Regions from separate parts of the Pan troglodytes genome. Here all the other regions are linked to region 2. The links are chromatin contacts, called in public HiChIP or PLAC-seq maps. All regions are on one chromosome and are shown on one strand. Each heading gives the region's core, a stretch centred on a gene start, on an enhancer-like site or on the middle of the called end of the contact. The rest is flanking DNA. Distances are from core to core; before and after follow the strand shown.

What was found. HiChIP or PLAC-seq counts read pairs in DNA pulled down with a chosen protein or histone mark.
Region 1: an H3K4me3 HiChIP or PLAC-seq map of stem cell-derived excitatory neurons shows a contact between it and region 2, with 7 times the contacts expected there. The contact joins the promoter of PYGB here to the promoter of APMAP in region 2. A contact is called at or near these places in 1 of 7 Hi-C or Micro-C datasets (stem cell-derived neural progenitor cells) and 1 of 1 datasets of contacts at active chromatin or transcription factors (stem cell-derived excitatory neurons).
Region 3: a contact with region 2 is called in an H3K4me3 HiChIP or PLAC-seq map of stem cell-derived excitatory neurons, with 5 times the contacts expected there. The contact joins the promoter of GINS1 here to the promoter of APMAP in region 2. A contact is called at or near these places in 3 of 7 Hi-C or Micro-C datasets (blood, a lymphoblastoid cell line and stem cell-derived neural progenitor cells) and 1 of 1 datasets of contacts at active chromatin or transcription factors (stem cell-derived excitatory neurons).

Annotation. Positions count from the first base shown.
Region 1 is chr21:31,778,614-31,781,848 of NHGRI_mPanTro3-v2.0_pri, forward strand. It overlaps PYGB (glycogen phosphorylase B), which reads left to right and starts at 1,867. Exons shown (of 20, transcript XM_016937584.3): 1 at 1,867-2,265. The coding sequence starts at 2,023.
Region 2 is chr21:31,518,355-31,521,280 of NHGRI_mPanTro3-v2.0_pri, forward strand. APMAP (adipocyte plasma membrane associated protein) reads right to left here and starts at 1,486. Exons shown (of 9, transcript XM_514556.9): 1 at 1,267-1,486. The coding sequence starts at 1,361.
Region 3 is chr21:31,940,516-31,943,341 of NHGRI_mPanTro3-v2.0_pri, forward strand. It overlaps GINS1 (GINS complex subunit 1), which reads left to right and starts at 1,386. Exons shown (of 8, transcript XR_001712165.4): 1 at 1,386-1,836.

The DNA.
Region 1 (3,235 bases), core at 617-3,116, 260 kb after region 2:
CATGTGGTTATTTAATTTAAATTTAAATTGACTAAATGAAAGTAATATTCAAATCATTACTGTCATTTCTGCATTACATCCTTATTTTTGTGTTTCATTTATCAGTATTGTGTCATCAATCACACCTTCCTAGCTAGCTATTAAAACAGTCATTCCTTTTAGCAGCACAATGGTTTATGATATTAACTTTGAGCACAGATACATTTTTCTGGGCTTGTGCAGTGGAGCAGGGCTTGGCTGGGGTGAACCTTGGCTGTTTCCCTTATTAGCTGTGTGGGCTTAGGGAAGAGTTAACTTCTCTGTGGCTCACCTTCTCCATTGTCAAGCGGGGGTAATAGCAGGCTATTTGCAGGGATCAGGAGTTAATACGTGTACACTGCAAGTAATGATCAATAAGTGTCAGCGCCTCCATTCTTTGCCAGGTGTGCACCACAGCTGGGGGATTAAACTTTACCACACCACAGCAGAAAACATATTTGCATAACTTGCTTTTTGTCTTCTTAAGCTTTCCTTGAACTCAATTCCCCAGAGTGGTAGAAGTGGTCATAGGGCACTATCATTTTTATGACTTCTGAATTGCCAGATCACCCTCAGAGAGATTGCATCAGTGTTCGGAGCTTGCAGCCAAGCTGGACCCCACAGCCCTGCCATCTGTGCCCGAAGTTCGATCTTGTTGGCTCCAGAATCCCTAGGACATAGTGCAGGAGTGAATCCCGAGCTGGAGCTGGGTGGGCTGTGGGGTCATTCCAGATTGATTAACCTCCGACCTCTGAAGTCTGCAGCTGGAAGGGGCTCCAGGTAAGAAGATAACTTTGAAGCATCACACCAGGAAACCTACTGCACCTGGACTTTCATGACATCTCCTGCGGGCAATTTTTACCTCCATGAAATTCAGTAACCTTTGCAGCCCCTTCAGCCCAAGACCACCAGGAGCAAACCTGTGGTCCCACAAAATCGGGTGTACTGACCCACTGCAATGAGGGAGCGCCTCCCAAGAACGAAGGGAAAGGCAGAGTTTGAAGGGGTTGAGGGAAGGCAGAGTTTAGGTGACCTTTACATGAAGCAGGGTTCCCACAGGCTGAGGCCAGCAGGACTGTGTTCCGCGGGGCCAAGTGCGGGAAGCTGTGTGCAGACGCCCCCTAGCTGGAGCTGCAGCCTGGATTGGGATGACAGAGGCTAAGTCTCGGTTAGTGGCTGAGCTCCCCGGCCAGACGGGCATGTTTCCTTCTCCCTGCTGTAATCTCAAAGCGGACAGCGTCTGCCGGGTGGTTTCGGGAACAGGGTTTCTCCGAGGGCTAGGGGGCTGCGGTCCCTCCGAGGCGGGGTCGTGGTGGCACTTGGCTGTGGCTGCCTCGCGCCCTCGGGAACGGGCGTCTCCAGCTCGCTGGCAGCTGGTTTTCTCCACGTCTGTCATCGGCCTGGAGTGGCAAGCAAGTAGCTGGTATTTTCAGAGCCGCCCTGCCCCGGACAGAGAAGACCGGGCCCAGCAGGCGTTGGTGGATGCCTTTCAAGCTGTAATCAGTTTCCCCGAACGTGTACCAGGTCTCGGCCACAGCCCGAGCCCAGCGCGCTCCCGCGGGGCACCTGGTGACCCGGTGCAGGGCGGGAGGGCAGGTTCCAGGAACCCGAGGGCCGGAGGGCAGGGCCCCCTTCCCGCACCGTCCCCGGGCTGGCAGGCGCGGCCACGACGGCACGCTCCGAGGCCCCGGGTCCCTTGCCCCCTCCAGTCGCTCCCACTTTCTGCCGGGCTTGCCCAACGAGGGGGCAAACACCACTCTCAGGTGGCGTGGACAGGTAGCTGCCGCCTCGGACTACACCAGCGATCTCAGCTATGAGCCTGGACGCCCGCCCCGCCCTCCCGAGGCCCCGCCCCGGCGCGGCGCGCAGGCGCGGCCCATCCCGCCCGCAGAGCCGCAGTGCCGGGCGCCAGAGCAGCGGCGCCAGAGCAGCTGCACCATCCCGGCGTTCGCGTGTGCCGCCGCTTTCCTCCTCCATCTCTTTTCCTCCGCCTCCGCCGGCGCGATGGCGAAGCCGCTGACGGACAGCGAGAAGCGGAAGCAGATCAGCGTGCGCGGCCTGGCGGGGCTAGGCGACGTGGCCGAGGTGCGGAAGAGCTTCAACCGGCACTTGCACTTCACGCTGGTCAAGGACCGCAATGTGGCCACGCCCCGCGACTACTTCTTCGCGCTGGCGCACACGGTGCGCGACCACCTCGTGGGCCGCTGGATCCGCACGCAGCAGCACTACTACGAGCGCGACCCCAAGGTGAGGCGCTGCCCCGCCCTGTGCGCCCGGGCCCGCTGAGAGGGCGCCGGTCCCGGAGCCGCGCCAGCGGGGGTCTCTGCGGGGCGGCCCGTCGGGCGTTACCCGCGCCCCTAGCCGGCCGGCGGCCAGGCACAGCCGACTGGGGAGTCGCCTGGAAGCCGCAGTCGGCGGGGGCCGGGCGTCCCCTGCGCAGGGCCGCGGCCACGGGTCCGCCCCACTGGGAGCCCGCGCCTGGCGGGGTCCGCCGTCCCCCGCAGATGATGCTGAGCCCGGGAGCCTGGCGGACGTTCCTGGTCTCTTTCTGGCCGTGCGCTTCCGCGCTGGCTGCAGAGCCCGTGCTCCCCGCCCCTGCCTCCAGCCACTCTTTGTTTTCCTGCAGCAGCCTGTGGGAGAAAATGGGACTGGAACCAGGCCTGGGCAGCCTTGTGGGTTGGAATGGGGTGAGCTCGGTAATCTGCAGGGAATTGTGAGACTTTTTTTTGTGTACGCTGCTTAGAAGAAAATCACTGAAGATGCCTGCTTCACGCAGGGAGGGGTATGAAGCTCAGAGATGGAGATGGAGCCCTCGAAGAAGGCTCTGTCCAGAGGTTCCCACACCTCCCTTGGAGAAATTTGCTTGGGTTGAAGTTGACAGAGATCATCTTACTAATTGTTACTTTTTATGTCTTGCAAAAATTTGTTTGAGTAGTGAAACGTTAAAGTCACTGATTGTCCCCGTTACTCTTAACCATGTTTACTATGGGCCTGTGTTCTTGCTGTGTTTTTGGTATTCCTAAATATACATACACATTTTTAAAAAGTGTAATGCACATACAGTTTTTTAGATTTTCTGTTTCATTCGTAAACATTTGTAACTTTTTCACTGATAAACAGCTTTGCAGATCAATGGATAGGATGGTAGTTTTCAGTTTGATAGGTACATGGTAGTCTTGCACAGCCCCCTGTTGCCAGTTTTTTGTTGTTGTCGTTT
Region 2 (2,926 bases), core at 236-2,735:
AAGTAGGGTGATCAAATTGTCCCAGTTTGCCCAGGTTTAGCACTGAAAGTTCTACATCCTTGGAAACCCCAGTCCAGGGCAACGCAGGATGGTTGGTCAGGATATATGGGAGCATCTTCCCGACCTTTTCACTGGCCCAAGGAGTCAACTATCACCGCAAAGTCTTCTATCTAAATTGCCTCTCTAGAGCCTAAATGCTCCTTCCTGCCATCGCTCTCCTTCAGATGTGTTCCTCTTATCATCAGTCAATAAACTCAGTCTACAGGGGCAAAAACTGCCTCTCATTCATATGTACCCCACCACCTCTTGGCACACTACTGATGAACAAATATTTCCAATATTTCTATCAAATATAAGTCAATCAGTTCCACAACTTCAAGCTTGGTCTATGGGGCCTCTTGATTCTCCCTGAAACTTAAAAGTTATGAAACTCAGGACACAGAATTGAAAAGTGAATTTTAAGTATCTTATATTGAAATCTATGTTTACGAATCATGATTCAGTTTTTAGCTAACAAAACACAGTATTCTTAGATTCTGGAAGATGGGAGAGGAGGCAAAGGGCAAAACCTGATATTTCTTAGGTGTCAACAACTACAGTTTCCTATGTTTCTCCATCCCTATCAGGAAAAACTGCCAGGCTGAATTCTCGCAAAAATTGCCTACAATGTCACTTCTGTTCTCCACTCTTTCCAAGAACCGCGGTGAGGACTGGTCACGCAGCGTGAGGGGGGCAGGTGCAGAAGAGCAAGTGTAGAAGCCATCTCTTCGCCGGATAACGAGGCAGGACCCCAGCATCTCGTGGGACCTCCTCCCTTCGGGAAATTGCGGGCGGGGAACCAGGAAGACGCAGGGCCCTGGCCAGGTAGCTGTGCCCAGGGGGATCATTTAAGCCAAAGGAAGGACAGCGCGAGGGGAGCGAGGGAAAGGCGAGGAAGCAACCGCTATGCAGGGTGGGGCAGGAGTGAGGGAGGGAAGGCACAGGAGCGGCGCGAGGCGGTCTCGGGTCCGGAGAGCCGAGGACAACGCGGCGACTGGGCGCAGGGTGCACCCGAACCTGAAAGACCTGGCAGGTACATCCGCCTTGTCGGAGCCTGCTTCCTCCTCGGAAAAATGAGTTTTTCTTGGGGATGAAACGAGAGGGCTCTGACAACGCGCTCGGCACCGCATCCCCAGGTTACTGTTACTGCCGTCGCCGCTGTCCAAGAGGGTCGCCCTCCACTCCTAGCGGCCCGGCTCCAGCGCCCAGTCTGGGAGTCCGGCCTACCTGCCGTCCTTAGCCTCCGGGGCCTGGCCATCATCGTCTGTGACGACCTGCGGCCGCAGAGGCCGGCGCTGTCGCAGCCCGTCCGCCTCGCTCATGGTACGGGCGCCAGCCTCACCCGCAGAAACCACCCCACACTGAGCGGCGCCGGCTCAGGCTCCAGGCCCGCCCCCCCCCGTACGCGGAAATGACGTTGCGCCCAAGGGACCATTCCGCAGCGTTCTCCCCGCCCCTTCCGGCCTCATGGGCTGGCGGTCCCCAGCGCGTCGCTGCTCGGCGCTGTGAGGCGGATTCTGACCGCCCGGAAGCGGGGCTCGGAACTCGCTCAGAGATAGCACCGGGAGCTGCCGAAGTCCCCGCTTGTCTCGGACTCCGGGGCCCAGAACGCGAGTGGTTCAACCTCGGGTTCATCTAGCCCAGTCCCTGCGCATGCCGCCTTCGTCTCACGTTTCTGAGGACGGGGATGCTCATGACGCACTTGGGAATTGCTAGCACGAGATGTTGGCCACTTTTATCGTTGGAGAGGATGGCGCTGTTTATTAAATGTCAGCGACCCTGCTCTTACAGGCAGCGTCAAAAATAATGCATTCACACCCTTGGAACGAAGTCACCTCTGCCTGAAAATTACATCCTTCCCCGACTCATCCGGTTAAGGGGAAAACTTGGGCTAGAAAATGTTTCCCTCTGGTTAAGGCCAGATGTTGAGTATTAAATCTTTTTTTGACGATTACAACAGACATTTGATAAAGTTTATTAAGTTTTGATAAAGTTTATTAAGGATTACCCTTAAGTAAAGTCCAGGTAGAAGCAGAAATTATCACTAACAAAGTTTAAGAAAGCATAGAGAGGCATTGTTCTTTCAACAGTATTGCAGGAAACCAGAAATGTTCCCAGGTGCTGGGAGATGATGGTGGGCAAATCACAGACAAGGCCCCTCCTTATAGAAATTAAACTAGTGGGAAAGATGACTTTAATCAGATCATCATCATAAAATAGACGTAAAATTATCAAACGTAATAATTGCTTCAAAAGGGAAGAACTGGATCTTGTGAGAGCATTTGAGAGGCACAGGGATTCAAAGAGGAATCAAATCTGGAGGAAGTGACAGGCAGAAGAAATCAACGCCCGTTACCAGTGGCACGAGGAATTATCTCTGGAAAAGCCACGTTCAAAATGCAGTGTTAAAAAATAATTTCCTCTTGGAGGCTTTTACCTTTTTAAATGCTAGATGCCTTTACCTTTTTAAATGCTAGATGGCACTAGAATTCCATGTGAATGCTTTTTATTTATTCATTCAAAGAGCTGAAGAACCAGCTTGAGGGAAGTGGAGAGCTGTGCAAATCCAGTTCTCCAGAGATCCCAGGTAATAATTCAGGCCTCGGCAACATTTTACTTCATTCTGTGTCATTGAGAATAGCCAATACAGCTATTAAATCAGGGATAGTGTTAACAAAGTACTGTATGATCTCACGCCTTCCTGCCTGTCTGGACTATCCCTCTTGCTCCCCACCCCCCATTTCAGACATTCAGGATTGCTTACCATGTCTAATCTCATGCCTGACTGCCTTTGTCCTTGAGGTTCCTTCTTCCTGTGATACACTCTCCTTCACCTCCACTTGGCCAATTATTTTTATCATTCAGGACCCACTTCAGGTATCCTTGC
Region 3 (2,826 bases), core at 136-2,635, 420 kb after region 2:
GGAATGCACAAGGATGGCTTGGCGGTTAGAAGCAAGATGGAGCCAGTTAGGTCAGATCTCTTTCACTGTAATAATTTTCTCTATTATAATTTTTTCAAAGGCGGTTTCAAAAAGGCAATGTTTGCTGGGCGCGGTGGCTCACGCTGTAATTCCAGCACTTTGGGAGGCCCAGGCGGACGGATCCCTTGAGCTCAAGAGTTGTAGACCAGACTGGCCAACATGGTGAAACCTTGTCTCTACTTAAAATACAAAATAGCCAGGTGTGGTGGCCTGAGCCTGTAGTCCCAGCTACTCTGAGGGCTGAGGGGGGAAAATCACCTCAGCCCGGGAAGTGGAGGCTGCAGTGAGCTGAGATGGCGCCACTGCACTCCACCTGGGTAACGGGAGTTAAGACCCTGTCTCCAAAAAAAAAAAAAAAGGCAATGTCATTATTCAACATAAGCCTGAGTAGGCCATTCCCATGCCCATTCCTTAGATGACATATCTACTGTATATTTGCAAAAGATCAACATAGTTTCTAGGGTTAGCTAGAATTAATCCAAGATTGCGCCGGTTGCGGTGGCTCATGCCTGTAATCCCAGCACTTTGGGAGGCCGAGGGGGGCGGATCACGAGGTCAGGAGATCGAGACCGTCCTGGCTAACACGGTGAAACCCCGTCTCTACTTAAAAAATTCAAAAAATTAGCCGGGCGTGGTGGCGGGCACCTGTAGTCTCAGCTACTCGGGAGGCTGAGGCAGGAGAATGGCGTGAACCCGGGAGGCGGAGCTTGCAGTGAGCCGAGTTCGCGCCACTGCACTCCAGCCTGGGCGACAGAGCGAGACTCCGTCTCAAAAAAAAAAAATCCAAGATTGCTTGTTAGAAATTAACATTGCTTTTTGAAAAATTGCCTAATAAAACAATTCTTTAGCATTGATTCCCATCTTCTATATGCTTAAGAAATATTCCATAACCATCTAGCCAAGAAAAATTCCTAGTGAATTCGTATTAATCTAGGGCAGATATTACAAATATTTTTAAAAGACTATTTTAAAATCAAAGGGTGGTACTGTGGTGTTGGAAATGGAAAGCCTAAATAACAGTCTAATCACTCTGGAGCTGTGTGACCTTGGGCAAGTTACCTAACTTCTGTTTCCTTATTAATCCCAGGTCTTAAAACACTTCAGAGATAATTGTGGGAATGAAATACACACTGCAGTCCCTACCAGCACTAGGTACCCAATAAAAGATAGTTTCATTTTAATATCAAACAGAAAACCCGCACTGCAAAACTGAAACCCTTGCGTCCTACCAATGCACACCAAGTTTTTGGGCCTTTCCTCTTAACCTCAAAATGCTCCTTTCTTGAACCTAAACGAGAATGAATGAATCAAAAGGAAAATGAGAAGGAAGCTGCGGGGCGTGCATTTATTTCCAGCTCTGCTGCCCGTAGAGTCCCCCGGCCCACTGCCTGAGAACTCGAAAAGCCGTCTCTGCTCAGCCGAGGGGTTCTCCCATCTCCGGGGCGGGGACCTCACCTTGGAAAGACCCCTCCCACTCCGCCCCTCTTGGAATGCGGCTGAGCGGTGGATGTCCCTTTTCGGGCGCCGTAAGCGCGTTCCTATTGGCTAGCTTTGTTCGGCGCCAAAGCGCGGAGCGGAGGCCGAGGCGAGAGCCTGGCGCTGTAGGACTAGAACGAAAGGAGTGAGGCGCCGAGAGCGCAGATACCATTTTGGCGTGAGAGCTGGTGGTTGGCAAGGCCGCGGGAGTGGGAAGCGTCCGCCATGTTCTGCGAAAAAGCCATGGAACTGATCCGCGAGCTGCATCGCGCGCCCGAAGGGCAACTGCCTGCCTTCAACGTGAGGGGCGGGTAGACTTGGACGGGGCATGCCGGCGTTGGGCCCTGGGCTCTGGGGCGGGGCGGCTCCCCGTCAGGGTTTACTTTCGCACCTTGTTCCCTCCGAGCTCCGGAAAACTTGGGAAGCAGCAAAACAAAATTCAGGAGGAAAGAGAAAGCATTCATGCTTACGCTACCCAGCGATTTGGTGAATTTCCTCATCTGAGCACATTTTAGCAGTTTTCCTTGGACAGATTTGTTCCGGTCCCTTAAAACATTTACAGGTTGCCAGATAATTTAGCATTTCTTGCTCACTCAGGCATCTAATTGTGGTCAGTAAAAGTTAGGCCTCTGGAATCTGGCTGAGATTCTGGTTCTGTAGTGTGACTTTGGGGCAGTTACTCAAGCTTTCTGTGCTCTCAGTTTTCTCATACGCAAAAATGGGGATGGTGACAATAACAGTACCCAACGCGTGATGTAGTGGACGCAAAATGAGTGGCACGTGTAAGGGTCTCTGCATATGCCTCACATACAGTAAGGGCTGAGTCAGTGTTAGCTATTAATATTACTTTTCTCCTGCTGCTGCTGTTACTATTAATATTATGATTATTTGTATTTTTCTATCACTGCTACCCCAGGGAGAGTGCTAAGCACTTCATGTACATTATCTTTTGTCTTTCTAATAACCCTTTGAGGGCCCGGTGCCATGGCTCCTGCCTGTAATCCCGGCACTTTGGGAGGCTGAGGCGGGAGGATCGCTTGATCCTGCCACTGCATTCCAGCCTGAGTGACAGAGGGAGACCCTGTCCCAAACAAAACAAAAATAACTTTTTGATGTTTAAACTATTGTTTTCTACTTTTTTCAGCTATATATGCATAGGATTGGGGAGATTTAAGTATATTGCCTAAGGTGACACAGCAAGAAAGCTAGGATTTGAACCCTGGCACTCTGGCTCCAGAGCCTGCACTCTAAATTGTATATTTCACTTATGTCATAGAGCAGGCATTATGT